Linked DNA regions of Mus musculus: all the other regions are linked to region 1. Evidence: chromatin contacts called from public HiChIP or PLAC-seq and promoter capture Hi-C data. All regions are on one chromosome and are shown on one strand. The core of a region is the stretch at or near the end of the contact, and the rest is flanking DNA. Distances in the headings are between cores, read along the strand shown.

The links. Promoter capture Hi-C pulls out the DNA fragments that hold promoters and counts their contacts. HiChIP or PLAC-seq counts read pairs in DNA pulled down with a chosen protein or histone mark.
Region 2: an H3K27ac HiChIP or PLAC-seq map of embryonic stem cells shows a contact between it and region 1, with 6 times the contacts expected there. The contact joins the enhancer-like site here to the promoter of Cep68 in region 1. A contact is called at or near these places in 10 of 39 promoter capture datasets (the C10 cell line, HPC-7-derived erythroid cells, cranial neural crest and 6 more), 4 of 484 Hi-C or Micro-C datasets (bone marrow-derived macrophages and embryonic stem cells), 21 of 115 datasets of contacts at active chromatin or transcription factors (the NIH/3T3 cell line, astrocytes, bone marrow-derived macrophages and 11 more) and 1 of 9 other capture datasets (embryonic stem cells).
Region 3: an H3K27ac HiChIP or PLAC-seq map of double positive thymocytes shows a contact between it and region 1, with 2.1 times the contacts expected there. The contact joins the enhancer-like site here to the promoter of Cep68 in region 1. A contact is called at or near these places in 5 of 39 promoter capture datasets (the C10 cell line, embryonic stem cells, liver and 1 more), 1 of 484 Hi-C or Micro-C datasets (CD4 T cells) and 2 of 115 datasets of contacts at active chromatin or transcription factors (astrocytes and double positive thymocytes).
Region 4: a contact with region 1 is called in an HNF4G HiChIP or PLAC-seq map of pancreatic cancer cells. The contact joins the enhancer-like site here to the promoter of Cep68 in region 1. A contact is called at or near these places in 4 of 39 promoter capture datasets (embryonic stem cells, liver, stem cell-derived epiblast-like cells and 1 more) and 2 of 115 datasets of contacts at active chromatin or transcription factors (embryonic stem cells and pancreatic cancer cells).
Region 5: a promoter capture Hi-C map of hippocampal neurons shows a contact between it and region 1, with 2.3 times the contacts expected there. The contact joins the enhancer-like site here to the promoter of Cep68 in region 1. A contact is called at or near these places in 4 of 39 promoter capture datasets (the C10 cell line, cranial neural crest, embryonic stem cells and 1 more), 5 of 484 Hi-C or Micro-C datasets (CD8 T cells, the N1E-115 cell line, cerebellum and 2 more) and 1 of 115 datasets of contacts at active chromatin or transcription factors (pancreatic cancer cells).

Annotation. Positions count from the first base shown.
Region 1 is chr11:20,247,338-20,251,713 of GRCm38.p6, forward strand. Cep68 (centrosomal protein 68) reads right to left here and starts at 2,087. Exons shown (of 7, transcript NM_172260.3): 1 at 1,970-2,087.
Region 2 is chr11:20,653,740-20,658,115 of GRCm38.p6, forward strand. No RefSeq gene overlaps it. Among named protein-coding and RNA genes, the nearest start is that of Sertad2, 24 kb to the left of the region's middle. Within about 2 kb of position 2,347, at least 174 of the 459 cell types and tissues checked have an H3K27ac peak or open chromatin away from gene starts, as enhancers often do. A contact at or near this core is called in astrocytes, bone marrow-derived macrophages, craniofacial prominence and 7 more, where this site is marked.
Region 3 is chr11:20,614,161-20,618,536 of GRCm38.p6, forward strand. It overlaps a transcript of Sertad2 not described here. Among named protein-coding and RNA genes, the nearest start is that of Sertad2, 16 kb to the right of the region's middle. Within about 2 kb of position 2,236, at least 71 of the 459 cell types and tissues checked have an H3K27ac peak or open chromatin away from gene starts, as enhancers often do. A contact at or near this core is called in astrocytes and double positive thymocytes, where this site is marked.
Region 4 is chr11:20,593,537-20,597,912 of GRCm38.p6, forward strand. It overlaps a transcript of Sertad2 not described here. Among named protein-coding and RNA genes, the nearest start is that of Sertad2, 36 kb to the right of the region's middle. Within about 2 kb of position 2,050, at least 35 of the 459 cell types and tissues checked have an H3K27ac peak or open chromatin away from gene starts, as enhancers often do. A contact at or near this core is called in pancreatic cancer cells, where this site is marked.
Region 5 is chr11:19,898,653-19,903,028 of GRCm38.p6, forward strand. No RefSeq gene overlaps it. Among named protein-coding and RNA genes, the nearest start is that of Spred2, 24 kb to the right of the region's middle. Within about 2 kb of position 2,254, at least 8 of the 459 cell types and tissues checked have an H3K27ac peak or open chromatin away from gene starts, as enhancers often do. A contact at or near this core is called in cerebellum and hippocampal neurons, where this site is marked.

The DNA.
Region 1 (4,376 bases), core at 837-3,336:
AGCAGGGTGGATATCAGGAAAACTGTGGTCACAGATTGAAGAAAGGAGACACGTTCTCACAAACTGCCCTCTCCCCACCACATGCAGTATGCTGCCTCTGACCTCCACACAAAATAACTGTTTCACATGATGGGGATTCCTGAGGAGAGCTATAGTGAGGGACAGATACAAGCGACACACACTGCATACACATATGAAAACTTCCTCTTTAGAATTAGCTTTGAGGTTTTATTTTTGTGTACATGTATGTTGTACCTACAGAAGTCAGAAGAGGGGTGGGTCCCCTGGGACTGAAGTTGTAGAGGCCAGGTTGGTGTTGGGAACTGAGCCTGGGTCCTCTAGAACGGCAGCCAGTGCACATAACTGCTAAGCGAGCTCTCCAGCCCCTATATGAAATGTTCAAAAAATTAAAATTTTTAAGAAATTTCAACTTTGTGGTCATGTGGGTGGATAGTGGTGGTGTAGTGGTACTGCCCTGACAGAGGGGTGGGCAGTGGTGGCCCAAGGCCTGGTACATATTTTCAGAGCCTCTTCCTGCCACAACAGGGTAAGGACTTTAAAAGCATAAATCTAAGAATACTCTCTGGGGTCAGAGCAGCAATCACAAAAGGTTTGAGGGATGGCCTCAAGACAGAAAGACAGACACCAGAAGAAGCAAGAGTTATACAGATATTTGGTAGTGGTACCTGGGTGGGTGGGTGGGTGGGGCATCTTAAGACAGGTCTCTGTGTTTATATAGCTCAGTCTCAGAGATCCACCTGCCTCTCTCTCCCGAGTGCTCTGGTAGGTCTAAGTATTTCTTCTTATCTTAGGTATTTTATAAACCTTGGAATTGGCACTATTACTCTTCCTAGCCATGTTTTTTTGTCCTGTCGTGCTGGGGCCTAAATTCCACTTTATAGATGAGAGAACTAAGGCACACGTGAATTTATCCTGAATTAGTAGTATGAAAGGGACTAAAGTCTGAATTGATTCAGAGAGCCCAGCTGCTTCCTTAACCTGTAAAAATAATCCAACAACTTAAAGGCTTTTAAAAGTTCCGGTTCCCTCAACGTTGGGCTTCACTTGTTCTTGTTTTCTTTTGGTTTCCTTCCCTTACAGACCTTTCATCCTGTTAGGGGGCGGGGAAACCACTTCATTGCCAACCCAGGCCCATATGGGCTGCCCAGAGAAGGGTATGTTTTTCAGTTGTGGGGGTAGGGAAAAAGTTTTTAAAAGCTTCTGTGATGATGTGAAGCTGGGTTCCCTTACACCCACTGTTCCTAAGTGATCCAGAATTTAACCCAGTCCGCTGGAGAGAACTAGGTGAGTAGTGGCTTGTATTTGAACCAAGCCCAAAGCAAAAAGTGTCGCAAGCTGTATACCAGACTACCTCTTTCCTTGTCTCGGACCCCATCAATTCCCAGTAAGGTCTACTCTGCTCGGGCACTGGGAGTTTTTAGCTTTTATTATTATTTTTTTAATTTTTAATTGAATAAAACATGGTAATTATAAAATTACTAAGTTTGGGGCATGTGCTCCCGGGCTGCTGAGACTGGCTAACAGGTGACAGATGACAAGGGTAGATCTTAGAGATAAAAAGTGCGCCGCTTTGCTTTCCTCCTCCGGATGCGTTCACTGGGCCATGGAAGCAGCAGCCGTCCAGACGCGAGCGGCTGTGGCTGTGACCCGCCGGTTCTCCGCGACCAAGGTCGACGCGCGCACAGCTGCATGGGGCTGCCAGAGGTGCGGCCCCACGCGCTCTGCAGGCCGCGCTGGCCCTCCACAGCCTGCCCCTCCGCTCGCCTCCACCCGGCACGGTCCGCAAGATGGAGGCGAACGCGCGAGGCGCCCCCATCGCGGCCAGCCTTTGTGCCCTCCAGGCCGCGGGCCTCCCCCAGGGTCCCCCACGCGGAGCCCCGGGCACGAGGGGAATGCCCCGACTCGAGTCTTGGCGCCGCGACACTCGAGCCGGCCACAGCCTTTTTACCTCACTCCACACCGCCGCACGTCCCGAGCGACCCGCGTAGCTGGGCCAGGGTCCCAGGCGGCGACGACGGGGCCTCCCGCGGGCGCCCGCACTCCTGGGGAGGGAGGGCCAGGCGCCCGCCACGCCCTCCGCCCTTGCCGCTTCTCCGCGGAGGACGCCCCATGAAGCAACCAATCCAAACTCTCCGTTCGGATGCTTCACCAATCCACAGCTCGTATCTGCCATGGGAACCCGCCCCCTGCAGGACCCTGGCCTATGGGTGGCCGGAGCTTCTTTCTCCGCTGTCCGGACGCGCGTGCCAGCTGGGTGTTCGCGGTCCTGGCGTCCACGCAGGCCCACGCGGATAGCAAGGCGCGCTCTCCGCGGATCGAAGGCTTGCGGTGTTTGGGTCGACGTGCTCTCCGCGGCTGGGAGGGTGGTTCCAGGCTTGGTGCTCCCCTTTTGCGTTGTGTGGAACCCCCAGGGCATGTCCGAATCTGGGCATCGGGCAGAAGTTGGGCGAGGGGACCAGGTGTGGGTCGAGCTCCCTCCCTCCCCCCACCCCCGGCCCCTCGCCACCGTCCTGAGACTCTGAGGCTCAGGAGGCCCAGCCTGTCTCACCAGTAGTGGGAGAAGGGACTTCCACAGTGTTCTGGGCCTGTGAAGTTTAGAGAAGGAGCTGGACTGATCTTAACACGACAGAGACTTAATCCAACCTAAGACCACAAACTTAACTGCCAGGCTGGCCTGCCTGGCCATAGTGCTCCTTCTGCCTCGGCTTCCCCAGTGCAGGGAGTACAGGCAAACCCTATCATGCCCAGCTTTTTATTTGGCTTTGTTTTGTGTGTGTGTGTGTGTGTGTGTGTGTGTGTGTGTGTGTGTGTGGAGAGAGAGAGAGAGAGAGAGAGAGAGAGAGAGAGAGAGAGAGAGAGAGAGTGAGTGTAAATTTCATCGTATCCCAGGCTGAATTTGAACTCCTGATTTTGTCCCAGTCTTCCCCATACTGGGTGTTTTAAAGTAAAAGTGTATTGTTATATGCAAGGCCTTGAATTCTCTCTTCAACCCAGAAGGAAAAAGTTAAAAAGGAATTCAGAACCGAAATGTGTCAAATAGGTAGGTAGCATTTACCAGCGTGTATCCAGTTACTTGTTTAAAGGAAAAAATAAATAAAGGACGTATGAAGTCATTTAGCAGTAAATATGGTAATGCGATTGAGCACCTGGATGGTCTCAACCAGATGTGTTCTGTACTCTTCTTTGACTTTGGCCCAGCGGCCTTCTCTAAGTGTTCTTGCTCAGTTGGAAGGGCGTCCTGAAACACAGAAGCCCAGGAACCACACTGCTCTAAGAGGAAGCCTCCTAACTGAGGTGTTGCAGCTCCCAGGGGGAGGGTATCCCCAGCTCAGCCCCACTCCTGTTCTTTCCTTCTCTTCATTGCTTCTTGGCTTCTGATGAGAGAGTACCACCAGGCAGCAAAGCTCATAAAAGATATTTATTGGAGGGTCCAAAATGTGGAGGGATGAATCCAGGGGTGGCCACCTCCGCTCCAGGAGCAGAGAGCAGGGAATTGAACAAAGAGCAGGGCTTATATAGGGTTTCTTAGTGGGTGGGGCTTTTCAGGACAGAGATTTCCAGGATGAGGATTGGTAGGATTTCAAGTCCTGAGCTTGGGGAGCTCAGGGATTGGTGGATTCTTGTGCTCAGGGATTACTATGTTTTTGTTTGAAGCTCAGGGATTGGTGGGTTTTTTTTCCCCACCCCTTTTCCTTGCATCGGGCCTATGGGTTGGGATGGGAGGACCTTCCCAGCCACAGGCTGCTTTGGCTGAGGCTCCATCACTGCCCAGCTGCTTGGGGAGGCTGGACGAGGTGTTGCCATTGTGAACAGCTCCTGTGATGGTTATTTCACGGTAAGCTGAGATGGGAAAAGTGGTACCAGCTTCTGTGGGGCACCTCCTGCAGACTGAGGAGATGGCGTTGTTTTGATAGTTGCTGTTTTTTGATAACTCCAGTGGTGGTGGTATTTTACAGAGGCAGGCTGGCACCAGTGTGACAGATCTTGCACCACTCAGGGACTACACCACCTTCTCACCTTCTACCCTATTTGCTCCTCCTCCTCCTCTTCCTCTCCCCAGTCATCTCCCCCTTCCTCCCCCACTTCCCCATTATCCTTCTCCTTTCTCTCCCTCCCCCTCCTTATTGAGACAAGGGCTCATATATCCCAGGCTAGACTGGAATCACTCTGAATGTCTGAGGTCCTCCTACCATGCTGGGATTGGAGATCCATGCCACCACACCTGGTAGACGTGCTGGCACAGTCAACCCAGAGCCTCATGTATGCTCAGCAAGTGCTCAAACAACTGAGCTACATCACATCACCAGACCCCTGCTCTTTTTAATCCTTGGCATAAAGAAGAACCTACTATAGTT
Region 2 (4,376 bases), core at 1,097-3,596, 410 kb after region 1:
CTCTGTTAAATCTGCTTTGGAACGTGGAGGATTCCAGTACCCCAGAATGTGACTCCTTAAGTAACAGTCTTTAGCTAAGCGAGATGAGCCATGCAGGCATGGAGACGCCATATGGAAACAAACAAGTGCAGAGGTGAGGACAGCATTTCTACAGGTCAAGGTACAACGGAGATGGCCAGCAAGCCACTACCTGTGACACAAGCAAGGAAGCCTGCCTTAAAGCCTTCAGTGGAACAACCTGCTACTGTGCTGATCTTGAATTTCTAGCTTCTCTTGTTGAGGCTTCCTGGGTTGGTTCCTTTGCCATGGAAGGCCTGGCCAAGTTCCACAGGGCAGATATCAGGAGGTTCAGTGGGTACCTCTCAAGGCAGCTGGGAACCAGGGTCTCCCATTCATATCGAACATAATGAGCATTTGCTATTGATTAGTGTTGTAACTTTGATAAGCATTTAAGCCTCCAGATTTACAAGGACAAGATCAGCCTTAGCCCCTAAAACCCCTTGAAGCCATTGGCAGGACCACAACTATGTCTACACTGAGAAGGGGCAGGCATCGGGGAATGGTGGGAAGGTTGAGAGGTTTGAGCTCTACCCTGGACACATGAGGGCCCCTATCTTTAAAAACAGAAAAACAGAGGCAGGGTCGGCAGTTCACACTACAGAATGAGAAAGAAGGCTTGCTCCGGGGTTCCTGCTCCTCATCTGCACAGCTCCCTCTCGGGGACACACCAGCACCCTGCCTCTGCCCTTGCTCCCACACTCTGGTGCAGAACAGCCTCATTTCAAGGCCAACCTCAAATGCCTGTCCATGAATCCGTCTCCGCATCCTCCTCATAAGAGCCCATCCTGTCCTCAACTCTTTCAGGGCTCCAGACTTTGCAAGAACAAATTCTGTCCTGGCTTCACCTGAGCTGCACACAGGTTTTCTTTGCAACACTACAGTTCTGAAGAACAGGAACCCTGGGATTTCGTCTTCTCCAGACGTCGTCACGTCACACCCCCACAAACTATACACTGCCAGTGTTAATAAGCAGTAGAGTGGCCCCAGACAATGGCCGTGCTTACTTAGGTATGCGTCCCTAGGGCTGATGTCTGACTCCATAGTACAGCTGAGCAGGTACAGTTGTACTGACTCTTAGTTCAAAGGAGTTGCCATTTGGCCCTTTACAGAGACACATTGCCAAAGTGATACTGCAACCCACACAATCCTTAAGATAGTGTTGGCGCAAACAAGGCAGACAGGCTTTCAGTAAGGTGGACGTTTACCCCTAAAGAGATTAATTGGCTTGGGTGTCCAGGGAGCCCCAGTGTACCAGAGTGCTGGAGAGGAGGGAACAGGGTTAACAGCCAAGCCACATAGGAGGGGGATATCTTCAGAAAGCTCTAGGCCTATGAGGGGTCTGGTCTTCTGCTCTAAGGAGCCTGATTATGGCTTCAGAGGAGTAGCATTCAGCTTGGCTCATTAGAAGACCCTTTGTCACCAACCCCAAGCCTGCTCCTCTCTTTCTCTCCAGCCCTAAATAAGTTTGGTTTTGTGTGTATGGAAACCGGTTGTTATCCCAGCTGGTCTCAAACACCTGCATGTAAGTGCTTCTGTCTTGGCCACCTGAGTTGCTGAGGCTATAGTTTCTCTCCAGTCTTTTTAGCACAGCATATCTTGCCTATAGTTTGGAGACCTGAAAACTCTTCCCCGGGTCTGGGATGGGTTGGGGGGAGGTGTGCCCCTCCTGACATACCTACATCACTACCTTAAGGTATGGAGAGGAGCAGCCAGTAGGACCAGCAGTTAGCCAGTAGGGAGAACTTTCTGTGACTGAGCACTCTGGGTGTTCTCAGACTCCCTTACTTTGGCAATGTGACTTGAGGTTAGTAACTTATTGGGAGCAAGATGAGGCTGGCTATCTGGCCTCTCCTTGTTTGTTATCACAGTGGGAGGGCTGGTCTTGGACTGCAGACCAAAAGGATTTGAAAAAAACTCTTGAAGGCCCTAAGGTGCCACCCTTGGAGGCATCTGGGATGGCTTGTCCTGTGCACGACAGGATCAGACAGCACATGGTGACATTGTCCCTGGAGCTGGGAACCCTCTCTGCAGCAGTCTGGCTGTCTCAGCCCCATAGTGCTACAGACTTCCCCCGCCTCCCAGGCAGGGCCAAGCTGCCAGCTGCCTGCAAGGCTTATTGTTCAGCAGTGACAAGAAATGGCTGCAGAGCACAAGCTGGAGAAAGGCTGGAGGCAAAGTGGGGGAGGGGTGGTAGGCTGAGGAAGCTCTCAATGCCCCTAGCACAAGCCTGTGTTCCTGGGAGAAGTCTGAGAGGAACCCAACCTTAGGGAGTCAGGCCCCTCCCTCCTCGGCCCGACAGGCTTGTCTTTCAGATGTGGGAAGTGTGTCGCCCCGTTTCTGCACCCAAGCAGAGGAGAAGGCTGCCTCGGGATTCAGCTGAGTGGCTGAAGACAGAGCCATGTGGCCTGCACTTTGGCAGGCTGAGGCAAGTCAGCCCGATCCATGCTCCCCTTGCAGTTGGGTCTGGAGAGGGTCCAGAGATGAGAACAGTTTCTGATGTGTGCACAGCTACCAAGTGTTTTCCAGACAGCTGTGAGTGTGCCGATTTGGGGGGTGTGTGGCCTGCAGCACTAGCGGGTGCTTCAGTCATGCCCATCCCTGCTGAAGGCTTGGGGAGACTTGGAGAGGTTGAGCCATGAAAACCTTGGGATCAGCAGCCGGCCATAGGAGGAAGTCTCTGCAACCGAAATCACCAGGGACCAAAGCCACTGGGAGAGGCGAATCTAGCGTCTCTACCTACCGAGGAGAATCTCCCTCCCATAGCCCCAGACATATGCCGACCCACCGTGGAGGGGATGACTGATGTAGTCACAGAGCCAGCGCCCACTGGGAGCCAAACCCTTGGTCTTGCCAGACCAGTCCTGATAAAGGGGAAACCTCGTCCTCCCATCTTTCTCTCTCTCACCTCTTTCCTCTTCGTCAGCCCCCCTTCATCCTGCATGCCTACTTGAAGTTGAATTTGGTTGGCACACAGACTCTGGCTTGTCCTCTGCATCATGGGGCCTTTGTCTGGGGGCTGGTCGGCTGGGCGTCCGCTCTGGGCTCGGAGACACTGGTGCTGCATTCTGTAGAGGGTCAGGCCCAGGATGGGGGAGGGATTCTGATCAGTCAGCAGCTGGGACTAGGGTTCCTTTGGAGGCAGGGTGTGTGCCTGCTCTGAGCAGCCCGGCACCCCAGCGGGCACCCCAGTGGCGAGGAAGAAATGCAGACCAGCTCCTCTGAGTACCGCCTCCCCAAGAGTCATCTCTGCGATACCCCAGCGGCCAGCCGGAAACGCAGAACCACGAGGGTGGGCAAAGCTATGTCTGGAAAGCATTTCTGTCTCAGATCACCGTCTTACTGAGGTTTTTTAAAAAGGAAAACCCCGGGTCCAGAAAGGTTTAGGTAAGGCAGCACAGCTGGCTCAAGAAGACATCTGAGTGTGCTGCAAGGCCCTTTCTGCACATTTGGGAACACACTGCTTTGCCTTCCAGGGGCCACAGGTCACGTAAGGCAATATTGTGGACTTGTCACCAAGCAGAAATCCCTGGCTGGCTTCAGCCTGGCTCAGAAGAGACGGAGGGAATAGTCTCTGAGCTGGTTAGTTTTTGTCAACTTGACACAAACCTAGATGACTTGAATTGTTTCCATCAAATTGACCTGTGGCCATGTCTGTGGAACATTTCCTTGAGTGCTTGATCGATGTGGGAGAGCCCACCCACTGTGGGCAAACCAGGGGAAGCAAGCCAGTAAGTGGCCTTCCGGTTTCCCAGTGGCTGCTGCTTCAGTTCCTGCCTTGAGTTCTTGCTCCGGCTTCCCTGGACCATGGAACATGATCTGGGAGTCAAATTAGCCTTTTCTTCCCCTGGTTGCTTTGGTTTGTATTTTATCACAACAGCAAAGCAAAGTAGGACAGAAATGGGTACCAGGTGAGGGATGTTGTATTGACATTTTTTTTTTCTGCCGTTTTGAGGAGATTATGGTGGCATTTGGAACTTTGGGCAGGAAAAGCCATCGAGTGAGTGCTCAGAATTTAATGAGATGTTTTGTAGGAGCTTGGAAGATAAGAATGCTGAGCAAGGGCTAGAGAGATGGCTCAGCGGTTAGGAGCACCGGCTGCTCTTCTGTGGGTCCTGAGTTCAAATCCCAGCAACCACATGATGGCTCACAACCATCCGTAATGAGATCTGACGCCCTCTCTTGAGTGTCTGAAGACAGCTACAGTGTACTTACATAGAATAAATAAAAATCTTTTTAAAATTTTTTGAAAAGAAGAATGCTTTGAGCAAACCGGTGGGGATCTGGCTTGGGACGTTTCTGAGGGAAATCTGAGAGTC
Region 3 (4,376 bases), core at 986-3,485, 370 kb after region 1:
TGTGAGTTGGACATGTCTTTAGATAACCAGTGGAGATATCTGATGTGAAAGGGAGTATAAACAGGCCAATTACACAGTTACTGTTCCAAGGATCACTCTTTGGAGATTGAAACAGGATGCTATTAATAATTATGGCAGGTTAACAAACATAGTTCAGGAATGGCCCTGATTTGGACTAGGGTGTCTGCCTATATTAAAAAAGAAAAAAAAACCTAAGGTGGGAGAGAAATCATTAGTATATAGGTGCCCCAAGAGTGAGCGAGGTTGCCTATGAGAGTTTTCCTTACGTGTGGGTATCCTAACCCACCACCCTAACCCACCACCCCTGCGGCTGACCCCCACTCCCGGTGCACACATTCCTCTGCCCCCAGACTGTAGCCAGAGGTTATTGGAAGGCGTTTTTTGTTTTGTTTTCATTCTAGGTACTGGAGATAGGTCATGGTAGAGCACTTGTCCAGTATGACAAGTGAGTTTGAGCGGCAGCCTGGAGGGAAAAGTCTAGAGCTGCAGGACTCTGACAAGTCTGGAGGGGAGGAAACAGGAAAGTACGGATGGACAGAGCAGAGAGAGCAGGGAGATGGTGGCTCAACACAAGAGCTGGCAGGAGGTAGGCAGTGGCCGCTGCCGCTGCTGCCACCACTGCCGCCACCGCGTCATGGCGTTTACGAGACACCTGGACCCTGTTCTGGGTTGGCCAGTGCGGTTGATTTGGAGTAGGAGACCGAGCGAGACTGTGAAGGGTAAAGATAGGAGGAACTACTTGTGCCCAGCATGGTTCAGCCATCATGTGGGAGAAAATTCCTCTTGTCTTAAGGGCAGAGCCCACTGAGTCTGTGGTTTGTTGACTGCTAGAAGAGGGTGACACTGAGCATTGAAGGGACTTAAGAAATGCCATCCTGCAGTCAGCTTCCTGTCAGGAGGGAGTGCCTGTGTTGTGGAGCAAGCATCACAGCTGATTCCGGTAGAAAAGGAGAAAGAAAAGGACTGGCTTGAAGTCTTGAGATTTTCCTCTTTCCCTTAAGACTCAAGATGGGCATCTTGAAAAGAATATTAATGTGTCTTCTGGTTGCGTTGCTTTGTTGAAATGTCAAGGATAAAATGTTGATAATCCATCAAGCTAGATTTTTTATGGGCTGATAAACACTGCATCTTTATTAAGTGACAAACACTTCAGGTGAGCACATTCCTTTAAAATGTGTGTGTGTGAACGAATATGTCTATGTGTATGAATGTGTGTGTGCGCGCATGAGCGCGAACAAGTGTGTAGTGTCATATACATTGGATGGGAAACAGGTGTTTTATTGTTTGTTGGTTTTGAGACACTTTCTCTCACTGTATAGGCCTAGCTGGTCCTGAATTTATGATCCTCCTGCCTCAACTTCCCAGGCACTAAGATCACAAGCCTGTCTTAGTTATGGTTTCTATTGCTGCAGTGAAACATTGTGACCAAAAGGCAGGTTGGGGAGGAAAGTGTTTATTTGGCTTCCACTTCTCCATCATAGTCCATCATTGGAGGAAGCCAGGACAGGAACCTGGAGGCAGGAGCTGATGCAGAAGCCACGGACAGGTACTGCTTACAGGTCTGCTCCTCATGGCTTATTCAGCCTTCTTTCTTATAGAACCCAGGACCACTATAGCCCAGAGATGGTACCACCCACAGTGGGCTGGGCCCTCTCCTATAAATCACTAATTAACACCCTAAGGGCATGTGTGCAGCCTATCTTAGGCATTTTCTCAATTGAGGTTCCCTCCTCTCAGATGACTCTAGCTGTGTCAAGTTGAGATAAAATTAGCCAGCAGAAAGCGTATAACATCATTCCTGGTGAAAAGCAAATTTTTAAGCCAAAAGAAAAAAAAATGAGAAGTGTTTAAGACAGCGCAACATTACAATAGAATATTGCCTTGTTTTCTTTCTGGTTCTTCTGTCTCACAGAAATTTCTGTAAGTTCACTCCCTCAGAGGGGAAAAGGCAAGGACACAAGCAAGAGAATGAGAAATGCTTCATGGCTCTGTAAGGTCTGAGCAAGCTCTGAGGAGAGACCTCAGGCGTGCTGTGGGGCAAACAAAAGGCTGTTGTGAACTGTGTGCAAGAGCTGGTGAGAGTTTGTATTCTGTGGGAGTTATTTCCTGTTGTTGACTAGAGTTCTTTATTTAGAACCACCTAGCTTCAGAATGCCTGCTAGCTTGCAGAGAAGTGTGTACTTAAAACATAGGCTTGTTTCAAGACAGTCTCTTTGAAAATGAGTCACACTATACACACTCCGATGTACAGACATCAAGAGCAGGTATCAGTGTGCTCAGAGGTGGAGCGAGGCTGATAGTAGTTACCTGAATTCTCTGGGAAAGATACTGGGTGTGTGGCAGTGGGGGCATGGGTGAGCTAGCTTCCATTTAACAACACATTGAATCTAGTGGCAGATATCTGTAATCTCTGCCACTCTTAGAGTCTGAGGCAGGAGGATAGCAAATTTTAGGCCAGCCTGGACAACTTAGCAAGACTGTCTCCGTACTAAAATGTAAAAGATAGTAGATGACAGAGATATAACACAGCGTTAAAATGCTTGCCTAGTTTTGTATGGCCCTTGGTCCAACTCCAGAGCAACAAAATAAAATAAATAAGGAGATAAAAGAATAAATACATTCCAAAGAAATAAATTCTTTGGAGTTTTGAGAAGATAGCCAAATGACCTTCCTATTTTAAGAGAAAGCTTATGATCTTTCTGGAATGGTAGACATTACGTAGCAATCAAGAAATATGCCCAAGCACAACTATAAGCCCTGTCAGACATCCTTCTCCTTAAGGACTGCAGGTTGCTTTAACATTGCAGTTGAGCTTTGTGTTTATCTAGTTTGAATCAGGGTCTCACTGTGTAACCCAGACCTTGAACTTGGCACCTTTGTATCTATAATCAGCCACTCAGATTACAGACACATGATAACGTGCTTCCTGCTCGGTGTATTAAAAGTATAATATAATATAATTATACTTTTAATGTAGGGTAATACCTCAAAATTAATGAGAGGGATACATTACTACAAAATCATGGGAGATGAGTGTTTACTATATGTATGTCCAGTGTTCATTATTTTATTTTTATGTGTATGAGTGTTTGCCTGCATGTATGTCTGTGCACACATATGTGCCTGGTACCTTTGGAGGTCAGAAGAGAGCATCAGACCCCCTGGAACTGGAGTTAAAAGATAATTGTGGGCCATAACATGTATGCTGGGAACTGAACCTGGCCCTTCCATGACAGCAACAAGTGCTCTGAACCCCAGGGCTTCTCTCTGTCCCCATGTCCAGTTTTTATTTTTAACATACATTGGAGACTGTAGATAAAAATCTCCTTATAAGTTCTGCATCATGGGATTCATAAAGAAAAAAGAGAAGAAAATGTATTGTTTACCTGTTTATTCTGAAACAATAAATTTAGAATTTTTAAATTGTAACACATTTATTTGGTTTTGTTATTTTTCCTTTTTTTAAAATTAGGTATTTTCTTCATTTCATTTCCAATGTTATCCCAAAAGTCCCCCATACCCACCCCCACTCCCCTACCCACCCACTCCTACTTCTTGGCCCTGGTGTTCCCCTGTACTGAGGCATATAATGTTTGCAAGACCAATGGGCCTCTCTTTCCACTGATGGCCGACTAGGCCATCTTCTGCTACATATGCAGCTACAGACATGAGCTCTGGGGATACTGGTTAGTTCATATTGTTGTTCCACCTATAGGGTTGCAGACCCCTTTAGCTCCTTGGGTACTTTCTCTAGCTTCTCCATTGGGGGCCCTGTGTTCCATCCAATAGCTGACTGTGAGCATCCACTTCTGTGTTTGCTAGGCATAGCCTCACAAGAGACAGCTATATCAGGGTCCTTTCAGCAAAATCTTGCTAGTGTATGCAATGGTGTCAGTGTTTGGAGGCTGATTATGGGATGGATCCCCGGGTGGGGCAGTCTCTGGATAGTCCATCCTTTTTTCTCAGCTCCAAACTTTGTCTCTGTAACTCCTTCCATGGGTGTTTTGTTCCCAATTCTAAGAAGGGGCAAACTGTCCACACTTTGGTCTTCGTTCTTCTTGAGTTTCATGTGTTTTGCGAATTGTATCTTGTATCTTGGGTATTCTAAGTTTCTGGGCTAATATCCACTTATCAGTGATGGTTTTGTTATTTTTCGAAGAAATCAAGCTCTCTAGACTCTGTGTCTTTCCTCACCTCCGCCCTCCTCCTTTCCTTAACAGTGGGCGCTGTTTTCATGAACTTTAGTATCTCTCCCGTGGCTTGTATAGCTCCCATATATATAATACAGGGTCTCACTGTATTCCTAGCTGTCCTGGAACTCACTATGTGTACCAGGCTGGCCTTGAACTCAGAGA
Region 4 (4,376 bases), core at 800-3,299, 350 kb after region 1:
TCTTTAAGAAGTAGACTTCTCTCCTTGAGTATGTATTGGACTTTGTATCTGATGAGGAGCAGTTAAAGATCCTGGGACAGAGAGATGGGCCAGTGGCTAAGAGCACCTACAGCTGTTTCAGGGGAGTTCACTTGCTGGCACCCATGTTGGGTGGCAGCTCTGGAAGGGTCCAGGGGGACCTGATGCCTCTGGCTACCTTGGGCACTAGCACACACTCATGCACAGATACACATAAATAAAAATGAGAAAAACAAATCTTTTAAGAAAGGTGCCATAACTTCCAATTTGGCTGCTCCCTTTGGAGCCATTCATACTGGTGGAAGTTCCGTGCTTCTTGGTTTTGTGTAATGAATTTTCACATTTCTCAGGTCATTCTTATTATGTGTCTCACCCTTCCCACCCCTGCCACCTCTACCTTGCTGCACTAGTCTTGGATTTTTCTTCAAAGTACTAATCATCTTGTGGGGGTGGGGGGAGCTTTTTTTTTTTTTTTTTTTTTTTTTTTTGGTCAAGGCTTATTTGACTGATGGCATTGTTCAAATGAATTTTGTGAAATCTGTAAAAATTTCTAGTAAAATACCTTTCTTCATCCTGGGCCATAAATAGTGAGATTAACTTTAGCACTAATGTTGAACTAAGGAATTCATGTTATTGGAGTCCACAGAGAGTGACCATCACCCTTGCACCTTGCAGCTAAATGATGTAGAACATGTTTTTGTTGTAGTTTAGTAATTCTATGGAGACAGACAAAGGTTTACTCTTACTCGGTCACATTGCCTAAGAGGAGGGTGGGGAAGCTCAGCCTGTGCTGGTGTTGGAATGTGGGGGTGAATGTGGTAGGAATTGTCCCTTACACGACAAAGCTGTTCCTTTCCTAGAGACAGCTTGTGTCTCCTGTCCCTTCTGTGGCCCGTACATTTGCATTGCCAGTGACCTGCCTGCACGGTGGAGCTGATGGCACGTGCGCTGTGTGCTGTAAGCTGCACTTACGCTTTCTGCACTTAGCAGAATAATTGGAATATGGCTGGTATCGACAAACATTTGTCCACTGGATCAGCTAAACCACAACAGGGTCTCACCGCTTCCTCAGGGTAGTGGCAGGAAATTCCAAAGCAGGAGCCCAGAATAGGCCCTGGCAAAAGTTTCCACTGACGGGGGCCCTGATGGCCACCGTCTGAGCACGCCTGTTTCCCGTCCAGCACTTTGCACATGGCACAGAGGCTCCATGGGAGTCTGTGCCGTAGAGGTTCTTCTTTCCATGGCCTGAGGAAGGTGCAGGGCTGAAGGGCAGTCATTTGGAAAGAAACTGCACAGGTTAATGTTGGAAGGTACCGATTTTTACTTCTGAAAAGGGTAGGCATTTCTGTAACACACATACACTCGAGTGTGCACACAGACACACACACACACACACCCGTCCCCACTGCCCCCACTTTGGTTTCTTCCTATTACATCCTGTCTAAACACCAAGTGCAAAGATTTCAACCCTGCCAATGTGAAAACCTGCGAGTTGGATGAGTCATGGATGGATTGTACAGTATACAAATTCTTTCTCAATGGAATTATTTACAAATGCTTCTCTCTCACACACAGACACACCGAGAGAGACAGAGAGAGAGAACATACAAGCAAGCGAGCGAGCGAGCACTGGTCACTCTGTGTGTATGAGAGTTTGGAGGTAGGAATTGCAAGGAGACTGGCTGTTTTTGTTTATACTGCTCATGAATATTATAGCATTTTGTAAATCTCACAGATTTCATACTCTTCTTAATCAAAATACAGTAACATTGTTTGATTGAAGAGAGTATGAAATGTATATGATTGTATAATATAGACTATTACTTTGAAATGAAATCCTTGGTTCAAAGGATTAAAAAAAATTAATTATTTGAGCAACTTTCAAAGACCCGTTGCTAATATACAAACTGTAGGTATAAGCAAAGGCATTTTCTTTTTAAGATCACGGATACACTCTTAGTCATATCTACTTCACTTTCTCCCCTCACTCCCCTCCACTCTCCTCCCGACGTGTCACCTTCTCACCTTCATGTCTGTTCTTGTTCTTTGGGGTGGGGTTGAGGGTGAGGCAGACCACGGAGTCCGGCTAACGCAGCCTGCTAGATAGTGGCTAATCTTGTTGGCATGCTCTTCTGCGTGTCTTGTGCAGGCGATGGTGTTACGTTCAGAAGGCAACACTTTCCATCTCTAGCTCCTCTGTTCTTTCTGCCTCCGCTTTCAGGATGTCCCCGTGCCTTACAGGGGGTTGATACAGACGTTCTATTTAGAGCTGTCTCTAAATTTGACAGTCTTTTTTTTTTTTTTTTTTTTTTCCATTTTTTATTAGGTATTTAGCTCATTTACATTTCCAATGCTATACCAAAAGTCCCCCATACCCACCCACCCCCACTCCCCTACCTGCCCACTCCCCCTTTTTGGCCCTGGCGTTCCCCTGTTCTGGGGCATATAAAGTTTGTGTGTCCAATGGGCCTCTCTTTCCAGTGATGGCCGACTAGGCCATCTTTTGATACATATGCAGCTAGAGTCAAGAGCTCCGGGGTACTGGTTAGTTCATAATGTTGATCCACCTATAGGGTTGCAGATCCCTTTAGCTCCTTGGGTACTTTCTCTAGCTCCTCCATTGGGAGCCCTGTGATCCATCCATTAGCTGACTGTGGGCATCCACTTCTGTGTTTGCTAGGCCCCGGCATAGTCTCACAAGAGACAGCTACATCTGGGTCCTTTCGATAAAATCTTGCTAGTGTATGCAATGGTGTCAGCGTTTGGATGCTGATTATGGGGTGGATCCCTGGATAAGGCAGTCTCTACATGGTCCACCCTTTAATCTCAGCTCCAAACTTTGTCTCTGTAACTCCTTCCAAGGGTGATTTGTTCCCACTTCTAAGGAGGGGCATAGTGTCCACACTTCAGTCTTCATTTTTCTTGAGTTTCATGTCTTTAGGAAATTGTAACTTATATCTTGGGTATCCTAGGTTTTGGGCTAATATCCACTTATCAGTGAGTACATATTGTGTGAGTTCCTTTGTGAATGTGTTACCTCACTCAGGATGATGCCCTCCAGGTCCATCCATTTGGCTAGGAATTTCATAAATTCATTCTTTTTAATAGCTGAGTAGTACTCCAAAACCAAATTCTCACATTATCTCTCCACGAATCCAGCCCTTCAAAGGGTAATAACAGAAAAAAACCAATACAAGAACGGGAACAATGCCCTAGAAAAAACAAGAAGGTAATCCCTCAACAAACCTAAAAGAAGACAGCCACAAGAACAGAATGCCAACTTTAACAACAAAAATAACAGGAAGCAACAATTACTTTTCCTTAATATCTCTTAACATCAATGGTCTCAACTCCCCAATAAAAAGACATAGACTAACAAACTGGCTACACAAACAAGACCCAACATTTTGCTGTTTACAGGAGACACATCTCAGAGAAAAAGATAGACACTACCTCAGAATAAAAGGCTGGAAAACAATTTTCCAAGCAAATGGACTGAAGAAACAAGCTGGAGTAGCCATCCTAATATCTGATAAGATTGACTTCCAACCCAAAGTCATCAAAAAAGACAAGGAGGGGCACTTTGTTCTCATCAAAGGTAAAATCCTCCAAGAGGAACTCTCAATTCTGAATATCTATGCGCCAAATACAAGGGCAGCCACATTCATTAAAGAAACTTTAATAAAGCTCAAAGCACACATTGCACCTCACACAATAATAGTGGGAGACTTCAACACACCACTTTCACCAATGGACAGATCATGGAAACAGAAACTAAACAGGGACACACTGAAACTAACAGAAGTGATGAAACAAATGGATCTGACAGATATCTACAGAACATTTTATCCTAAAACAAAAGGATATACCTTCTTCTCAGCACCTCATGGTACCTTCTCCAAAATTGACCACATAATAGGTCACAAAACAGGCCTCAACAGATTCAAAAATATTGAAATTGTCCCATGTATCCTATCAGATCACCATGCACTAAGGCTGATCTTCAATAACAAAAAAAATAACAGAAAGCCAACACTCACGTGGAAACTGAACAACACTCTTCTCAATGATACCTTGGTCAAGGAAGGAATAAAGAAAGAAATTAAAGACTTTTTAGAGTTTAATGAAAATGAAGCCACAACGTACCCAAACCTTTGGGACACAATGAAAGCATTTCTAAGAGGGAAACTCATAGCTCTGAGTGCCTCCATGAAGAAACGGGAGAGAGCACATACTAGCAGCTTGACAACACATCTAAAAGCTCTAGAAAAAAAGGAAGCAAATTCACCCAAGAGGAGTAGACGGCAGGAAATAATCAAACTCAGGGGTGAAATCAACCAAGTGGAAACAAGAAGAAC
Region 5 (4,376 bases), core at 1,004-3,503, 350 kb before region 1:
TGGATGACCTGCTGTCAGGTGTGCAGGAAGTCACCCAAGGGTCTCATTTACATAGCACTGTTGTGATGGTTTGTATATGCTCTGCCCAGGGAGTGGCACTATTAGAAGGTGTGGCCCTGTTGAAGTAGGTATGTCACTGTGGGTATGGGCTTTGAGACCCTCATCCTAGCTGCCTGAAAACCAGTATTCTGCTAGCAGACTTCAGATAAAGATATAGAACTCTCAGCTCCTCCTGCACCATACCTGCCTGCATGCTGCCATGCTCTCGCCTTGATGATAATGGACTGAACCTCTGAACCTGTAAGCCAGCCCCAATTAAATGTTGTCCTTATAATAGTTGCCTTGATCATGGTGTCTGTTCTCAGCAGTAAAACCCTAACTAAGACAACTGTGAATGACTCAAATAGATTTTCCTATCAGCTGCTCAATGTAGATAGCATAGGTGGCTATGTGTGAGCAAACACAGAGTGAAAAAGAGAGCAGAGAGAGAGGTAGAGACACAGAGAGATCCTCGGGGCTGTGTCTAAATACCAGGAACTTACATGTTGTGAGTCTCGTTCTGAGCCTCAGAGCAAGGGTGCCTGAGTTCAGACCCTGCTTTCACCCCTACTTAACACAGAGAGAAAGTAATTTAACCTCTTTGTTTGTTTCCTTTGGTTTGATGTTCTGAAGCAGGGTCTTACTATGTAGTACTGGCTGCTTGAGACTATGTAGACCAGGATGGCTCTGAAATACCAGCAGTCATCCTGCCTCTGCTTAAACTCAACAAAGCAATCATGCAATCATTCAGGTTCTCTCTCTCTCTCTCTCTCTCTCTCTCTCTCTCTCGTGTGTTTCTCTCTGTTTCTGTTTCTGTCTGTGCATGTCTCTCTCCTTGTGCTATGACTTGAACTCAAAGTCTCCTGTGAGATAGGCACATGCTCTACCACTGAACTATATCCTAAGCCAGTAATTAACCTTTCAGTGCCTAGTTTCTCCCGTCCCTAACGGTTTTGCTATTAATAGTCTTATGTCTCATGGTGAGTGAATTACTGTGATACATGTGATGCACTTAGAACAGGGCCTGGCACATAGTAAGTGCTCAATAAACATTAGTTATGATCACGGATGATGGCATTTTGAGCATAAGGTAGAATTCTTGGGTGGCTTGCTTCCTTCCCCAAGCCTGAGCCAAATGCCCCCTCACCAGATGGCTGCCTGCTTATGGGGAGGGAAAACCATCTGCTTTGCTTCGAGTGTCAGGAGCACAACTCTACACTGAATGAGAAGACTTCAGTGTAGAGAAACTCAGGGAAAGTAGATGTGAGAAGTGCATTTTCACGAGCAGTGTTGCACCAGAGGAAAAGGAAGGGGAGTCTAGGACCTTCTTAAGCCGAGAGTCCTCAAGACTGGCAGCAAGCCATGCTCCAAAGCTCTCCCATCCCCGGGCCCACCCTGTATAGAGGGATATTCCAGGCAGCTTTACCTGTGTGTGTGTGTGTGTGTGTGTGTGTGTGTGTGTGTGTGTGTGTGTGTCTGTCTGTCTGTCTGTCTGTCTTAATCTGCCATCAACTCTCATCACCAATCCATAGACAATCTGCCCAGTGGCTGAGGAGGACCAAGTGGGGTGACAAGGGGGTAAAGGGAAACTTGTTCTGAGGTTTGTGGAGTTTGTTTGTTTGCTTTGTTTGAGATGTGGTTTCACTCAACAGCCCAGGCTGGTCTAGAACTGCTCCCAACCAAACCTAACCTCTCTTGTGTTTTTAACTGCAGTTTATGTCGTTACTCAATAACATGGGCAGCCGCTATTCATTTTATTCACTTTATACATGGACCAATAAACGTCCTCAACTCACTTACTAAATCTCCTTTCTTCATTCATTATTCCATCCTCGCCTACGTGTTTACCTGATTCACGTCACATTGCTATCTGATATCCTTCAGTGTGTGTGTGTGTGTGTGTGTGTGTGTGTGTGTGTGTGTAGCTATGTGGGGAGAGAAAAATAGGAAGTTTGTTGTGTGAGTCTGTGTCTTGCAGGGGGTTGGGGCAGTGGAGAAGGAGAGAAAGAGCAAATAAGGGAGGGAGGGAAGGAGAGGAGAGGTATTAGGAGCCAGAGAAGGATGGTGGGTACCCTCCCTTTCAGGCTTACCTTCTAGAGACAAGTTTGTCACTGAACCTGGATAGGTTGCTGGCCTGCCGCAATGCTCCTCCTGTCTCTCTCCCCCATGGAACTGGATGACAGTCACTTATAGCCATGCCCTGCTTTTCCCACGGGTGTTAGGATCCAAACTCTGCACAGCAGGCGCTCTTTCCCACTGAGCTCTCTCTCCAGCCCATCTGCCTTAGTTTTTGAGGCAGAGTCTCTTGCTGAATCTGGGGCTCACTGATTTGGGTGGGCTGGCTGGCCAGTAAGCGTCAGGGATCTGCCTGCCTCTGATCCAATAGTGCTAGGATGGCAACACATGCTGCCTGGCCCAGCTTTTATTGTGGGCATTAGAGATTTGAACTCAGGTCTTCATGCGTGCAGAGCAAGCTCTTTACCCAGAGTCATTGCCAAAACCTCCACATCCCCTTTCTCAGTTAGCTTTATTGCTCAGAAACCACTATTCTATAGGAGTCCTTTCTCCTCTTTTAGTTTCCCACGGACAGCCCCGTATGCGGAATTTAGAGGGAAATACATAGGCAAGTACGGAATTGCTTTTTAGGATGAAACAAATTTGATGGCCAGCAGTGAACGGTGTGTGATAAAGGAAAAAGTTGAAGATAGAAAAAAGAAATGAAGTGGGGTGGGGGTGGGAAAGTGGCACATGCCACTTGAGAAAGCAAGACAGGAGGACTGTGTTCAAGGCCAGTCTGGGGCTACATAGTGAGTTTGAGGACAGCCTTAAATACAAGAGGAGAGAGGAGACCCTGACACAGAGGGAGTGGTTAGAGGGGGATGGCTTGAAACATTGAAAACCTGGAATGGGATTTTCCTGGCGATAGCAGGATTAGCGTTAAGCAGGAAATGAAGGAACATGAAGCTGATGGAGTGTGGACTAGAGAGTAAGTACGGATGCAAAGGCGGCTGCAGGATCTCCTGTGAGATGGCTGCACTGCAGACATTGGTGCCACAACGTAGGTGCTTGCGCTGGAATGCCTAGAGAACACAAGAACCATAGGGGTTGTTGCAGTCTCAGGTGTTCCTCTCTTACTCTGATTTGTTATGTTTAACTTAAGGAACAACACACCACTTCCTGCTCCCACTATGGTAGAAACTAACAGAAGCTTTTGCCCAAGAAGTCAGTCAAGTCCCTTCCAGAAACATTAGGAGGCAAGAAGCAACCATTAAGAACATAAGGAAAGACCTAGGGATTAGCTAGGTCAGCAGTGTGCTTTCCTAACATGATAGAGAGCTGTGCATTCAAGCATCCGTATCCTGTAAGACTGAGCTGGTGGTACAGACTATAATCCCAGCCTCCTCCCCCAGAATGGGGGGAGGGAAGGCAGTCGAAACCGAAGGCTGAGGGCACTCTCAGCCACATAGCCAGTTTGAGTCAAGGGGCTGGAGAGATGGCTCAGAGGTTAAGAGCACTGACTGCTCTTCGAGAGGTCCTGAGTTCAATCCCCAGCAACCATCAGTAACAAGATCTGACTCCCTCTTCTGGAGTGTCTGAAGACAGCTACAGTGTACTTACATATAATAAATAAATAATTCTTAAAAAAAGAAAGAAAGAAAGAAAAGACCATGAAGAGCTATATCTTGGGGTTGGAGAGATGGCTTAGCAGTTAAGAGCATTTGTTGCTCTTGCAGAGGCCCCAGGGTTGATTCTCAGCACCTCTTTAACTCCAGTCCTAGGGGTTCCAGTGCCTTCTTCTGGACTCCTCTGGCTCTGCACACACATAGTATGCAGACATACAGGCAAGTAGAAGATAAAATTAAAATAAAGGTTAAAACTATTTGGAAAGAAATATGTCACCTCTTTCCTTTTTTTGTTTCTTTATTTTAAATATTTATTTAAAATTTGGAGACAAAAAAAAAAAGAAAAAAAAAAAAAGATAGGGTCTTCCTATGTAGCCCTGGCTTGCCTGGAATTTGTTATGTTAACCAAGCTGACCTCAAACTTGCAACAATCTTCCTAACTCTGCCCCCCATGTATTAGTATTCCAGCATATACCAATAACCCCAGCTAAAATGGAGCCTTACTATATAGTTCTAAGTAGCTTGGTACTTGATATATAGCCCAAGGTTGTCTCAAACTTGTGTAATCCTCCTGTCTCAGCCTCCAGAGTGCTTTGATTACAAGTATAGGCTACCATATGGAGCTTCCTTCTTATTCCTGGTAACTTGTGTTGCTTATAAGAAATCATGCTTATCTTTGGAATAGAGTATGAAGTGTATGTAAGTCTGCATGTT